2 separate regions of the Arachis hypogaea genome follow, and region 1 is linked to region 2. The links are chromatin contacts, called in public Hi-C maps. All regions are on one chromosome and are shown on one strand. The core of a region is the stretch at or near the end of the contact, and the rest is flanking DNA. Distances in the headings are between cores, read along the strand shown. Region 1 holds the start of LOC112711275 (low affinity inorganic phosphate transporter 1). Region 2 holds the start of LOC112709340 (protein SIEVE ELEMENT OCCLUSION B).

Region 1 (2,700 bases), core at 156-2,655, 200 kb before region 2:
ATATATATATATATATATATATATATATATATATATATATATATATATATGTTATTAATATTCAAAGAAATAAAATTAATCCTAATAATTTATTAAGATGATTATAATAATATAAAATTTAGCTAATCTATATTTTAAAAACACAAATCAAGATTATTAGTAATAAAAAAAATTTAAATAATGTATTTTAATAAATACTCAACAAATATATTAAAATTTTAAATTTTGCATTTTTTTATAAAAAAAATTTAATTAGTAACTTTATTATGTCCTTTGTACCTTAAAAATATATATTAGCTAAATCCAATATCATATTATTCTGAGTTAGTTCCTATTATGTATTATATTTTATAAGTAAAACAATCGAAAAATATTCTATCCAAAAAAAAATACCTATGCCCATGGAAAAGTGACCAAAGTAACATATATACAGCAAAAGAAGCACTCAAAATCAACAAAATCATACATTTAAATTCTATAAAACCAATGTGATTTATATGACAAATTTTCATCAACCTTATCATCTAACTTTTATGAATATATTCTAGAAAATCACAAGATTACACAATTTTAAAACATTAACAAAGGAACACTATACTAGAAAATTAAATACCACTAACTATTTATTTTAACTCAAACAAAATCTTTCTTCAATATTGTGAGAGATACTAAAAATTAGGAGACATCTTCAAAATATATTTTTATCTATTTCAATAACTATTTTTACTACTTGCACAAAATAACGTGATTCTAAACATGCACGTTAACATACCTCATCATAACTCTTTGTCCTAAATTATATATATCGAGTGAAAGCTAAGAGAATAAAACTGAAAATTAAACTTTTCAATTAGTAGCCTCTTGTAATATTAGGAAAAAAAACGCTATTAGCCTACTAACTAAGGAGAATACACTCTCGAATATCCAATCTTTCCTTATTATTTTAAACAAATTTTTAAAGTTCAAATCATTGATACTATTTATTCAATTAAGAGAATTCCATTACTAAAGCACCCCACAAAATGGTTAAGCCATCAAATTACTATCACTTTCACTCCTATCAACATTTAGAACTAATAAAATATTTTATGAATATTATTAATTAATTACTAAATATATTATATTTATTTGTATATATTTTATAATTTTTAACTAAAATTATAATTCATTTTTTATAAATATTAAATATATATTATAACATAATAGCTCTTTTTTTATTTTTCTGTTATACCGTAATATAATTATCTATCGAAAAAAACACTTCTTCAAAAAGAATTAAAATTTAAAATAAAAAGATAAACACATTTTAAAAAAGAATTAAAATTTAAAAATAAACAGAATAAAAGAGAGAATCTGAGAGAGTTAAAGATGTGGTGGGGTGAAGTAGAATATTCTACAGTAAAGATAGATTCTTGATAGTTGTTAATCCAACTTTAACTCTCTTTCTCTGATCACATGACAGAGTCTTTGAGAGTTAAATACTGAACCCCATCACATAACACAACACAACACCACACTTCACATTTTCTTTTATTGTGTTATCCTTTCTCTGTTTGTATTACTTACGTGTCTCCCTCCTCACTCTTATAAGAACACGAACACCATTCTCATCTTTCTTCGTCACTTGTTTTTCCTTCCCCTCATTCACTCTTTACTCATCAGGTACCATCTATCTCATCAAGTTTTAGATATCTTTTCTTACTTTCTTCGTTAATTTCTTATTATACTTTGTTAATTTTTTTTCTTTCATTAGACATGATGAATTAGCTAATTGTTCTTCACAAGTCTTATTTTATTTAAGAGCAAAAGTTTAATAAAAATTTAACTTTTTTATGGTCTAACTTAATTTTGTATGTACGTATTCACATGAAGCTTGTGAATTTTGATCCCGTTCTCGTATCCATATTGCCCTCATCGTATTCTTTGTTTGCTTACGATGTTACCACCTTTCAAACTCGTGCAAGTTGCAATTCGAATTATTTAAAAAAAAAAAAGACTTCCCTTTGTCACATGATTTTTGTTTAGCTACAACTTTGGAGATTTTTTCTGTTTTTACTTTTTCTTCTTTCATGTTGGATCTTCTGATTTATTCTATTATGTTTAGTTGTGGAATAGATGTGAATAAATTAAAAATGATAAGAAATTGTATACTAATGTTTTAATCTTCTATTATATACAATAAAAAATATAAGAAATTATATTAATTCTTAACTAGTTAATATTAGTTAGTCTTTTATTATAAAATTATTTTTATTTTTTGAAAATTTGAATTTAAAGTTAAGATTTAAGATATCAAATTTAAAATTTAAGTTTAAAATTTTAAATTTTAAAAAATAAGTTGATATTAATTAAAAAAATGGTTCCGTGATTGAAGTCTATGTGTTAAATAATTAAATATTTATCTTGATATATCTCCCTATTGAAAAACATATACGGAATTGTCTAAAAAAATTTGTAGACAAGCATATCATAACTAGTGGCACTACCAATCATCATGATGATACAAGATTAATACTCATGGCAAAGGTTGCATCATTCAGCTGACCAGTGCCAATGACTCTGTTGAAACCTGTTTTTATCACTTTGGGAACTTATGGCCCCCACAGCCTTGAAAGTTGAAACCTGTTTCTTTCATATTGACTGCATGTTGTGGAAATTGTATCACCCTGTTTTGTCCTATTGTTATTATTATTACCCTAT
Region 2 (2,827 bases), core at 250-2,749:
GAAAATCAGAATTCCGTAGAATAACTTCTCCACCCGTTTAATGCCTTGTAGTCCCAGTTTTCGGATTATAGTATTATGAAACTCGGTGAAACTTGTTGAAGGTTTGAGAAAAACACTAAGCGGATCCTTATCAGTAAACCTAATTTCAAAATGCGTTTTTTTCTTAACTGATCCTCTATACTACACCAAAACTAAAAAACTCCACATCGCTAGCCGTTGAATATCACTATGATGAGAAATTCAGGTTCAACAGCTATTTATATACATTTGGTCTCTAGTAAATCGAATTAGCTTATATCCATTTACATGTGTTGCTCAATACACAGTAAATCGACTTGTACTGTGTCGATTTATTTATGAATATGACGATTATGATATATCAAATTTTGCTGATTCTATTTACTAAAAATCCTAACCATGCATGCATAAATCGAATGAGATTGTTTCGATTTGCATAAAACTCTACTGAATCAAATATGCCTATTTCGATTTACATAATTACATGCTTTGAGAAATTCATATATCATTTTTTACTTTGGCTGATTTGGATAAATTTGATTCGCAGTTAGTTTATATAAGCCATTTGCCCTTAAAAAAAATGAATGCACTTCTCTTATTAATTCCCCCTCCTCTTTCTCTCACTCTCTCAAATATTCCTATGATATTCATGCACAATTTTACGTTAGCACAATTTAACATTTTTCTTGTGGTAATGTGCTACAGTGCTAGTCGTTAATGCAATTGTACAGGTTCAATTTTACTAGGTTTTGAGTTTGGTATATCATTTGGATGTTATCTTTGTTACTGCTTCATGAATTTCTTATCATGAAAATAAATGAACTTATTTGCATGCAATGGTTGATCACAAGAAAAGTCCTTTTTTTTTCGGTTTTTCATCATCATCAATTACCGGTACAGTACAGTAGTACTCTTTTTTTTAATGATAATTTTTAATTTGGTAAGTCAAAAATTAATTTTATTTAAATTTAAACTCTATTTAAAATTTTATCATTCACTATTGAATTATTATATATATAAGACAAAATTCGAATTATTAACACTTATTTAATCGAATTAGTAAATTAATTACTAAACTAACTAAGTTGGTTTGCTAAAAAAGTAGTCTTATTACAGTATTTTATTTACCTATTTATAAGACTCAATCAATTTTATTTTTTTTTTAAGGTAGAATACACTCCAATCAAATATTTTAAAGAGAAATATTACATGCATCATTTTTTAATATATTTCTTTTGTATACTTTTCATTTTTTATATTTAGAATGATTCATGAGAAGTGGAAAAAGATAATAATTTTTTTATATCATTAAAAAAAACTTGTACATAAAATATGGTGCAACCATCATTTTCCTATTTTAAATGATATATATAGAAGTTTTTTTAATGACTACTTATAAAAGTTAAATCCATAAAATATTCCATATCCTTTTTCATTCAAGCATTTTCTATTATATAAATAAGGAAGAACAAGGAAACTTGGTGCACCACCAACAAGCTTTAGGTTTCTTGTAAGTTTTGTAAGAATAGGATAATAATGGTTCATAAGTTGTCACTGAAGTCCCTACTCCAGACAGCGGATAGGGAGCATAATCCATTAGCCATGTCTGACGAGCAGATCTTGGAGCAAATATACTCAACACATGTTCATAGTGACACTAAGTTTGATGTGGATTCTCTCTTCACTCTTGTTTACACTACCCTTAGGCGTTCAACTTCCATTGTTGATAGTTTTTTTGAGGTAATTAAACCCCATATCTCTCAATAATGTATCGATATTTTTCAACAAAAAAAAAAAAGAAAAAAAGTAACTAATAGAATTATTCTTAACCTTCTTATAGCTATTAATATGCACATGTCATGAATCTTGCAGGGTTCTAAATCGATGATGGAACATATAGACGACAAGATGCCCCTAGCCAATTTTAGTTCACCTCATTGCACACTCAAGCAAATATCTTTCGAGGTCATTCATTGATAAATCCATTATTATTATTATTATTATTATTATTATTATTATTATTATTATTATTATTATTAGTATTCAATAGCGTATATATAGTGTATGTGTTTCTACCTTCTTTTTTTTTTGTATGCAAATGGATTCCAACAATTAAAAAATTTAATTGACCATGTATATATTTACACGATTGGTGGCAAGACACTAGCACATGAATCTCACAAGATCGGATCGGAGTAGTGTTGAATTATCAGTTAAAAAAAAAATTCTATAGTTAATATGATAAGTGAATTTTTGAAACGGTTATGCTAGTAATTATTTAAAAAATAAAATAAGACAAATGGTAATTAAAAAATATGAAATAAAGTAATTTTAAATTGATCTAATTATGGTTTTCAAACATTTTTTCTTCAACTAACATTATAAATTGATCCAATTGTTGTGAAAATATAATCTTTTTCAGATATTTGTCACTATTAATAAGGATTTATAGTCACAAGAATAGAGACATGTGCTAACAAAATAATATTACAGCATATATTGTGACAAAAAAAATGATGCTTTTTGATTGGGTAATACTAAGTAACCAATAATTATTTTGAACAACATGAACAACCACCAATCAAATTAAAACACATTATATCTTCAAATTATCCACAAAATCTTAATATTAAAATAACCATCAGCACACTTAGTAAAATAAACATTAGATTTATCAATTATTTAGTATTTTCATTGCTTAACTCTATTTTTCCTTTTCGAATTAGGGCAACGATCAATGTTGCAGTTGAAGACTGTATTCTCCACAATAATTGTCGCTACAATATAGTAAACTATGCTGACAATCGTA

Evidence for each region. Hi-C and Micro-C count contacts between places; a contact is called where the count stands out from the background.
Region 1: a Hi-C map of an unstated tissue shows a contact between it and region 2, with 2.5 times the contacts expected there. The contact joins the promoter of LOC112711275 here to the promoter of LOC112709340 in region 2. A contact is called at or near these places in 2 of 8 Hi-C or Micro-C datasets (leaf and an unstated tissue).

What each region holds. Positions count from the first base shown.
Region 1 is chr9:96,372,095-96,374,794 of arahy.Tifrunner.gnm2.J5K5, reverse strand. LOC112711275 (low affinity inorganic phosphate transporter 1) reads left to right here and starts at 1,405. Exons shown (of 3, transcript XM_025763885.2): 1 at 1,405-1,662.
Region 2 is chr9:96,171,680-96,174,506 of arahy.Tifrunner.gnm2.J5K5, reverse strand. It overlaps LOC112709340 (protein SIEVE ELEMENT OCCLUSION B), which reads left to right and starts at 1,499. Exons shown (of 7, transcript XM_025761231.2): 1 at 1,499-1,758; 2 at 1,891-1,983. The coding sequence starts at 1,555.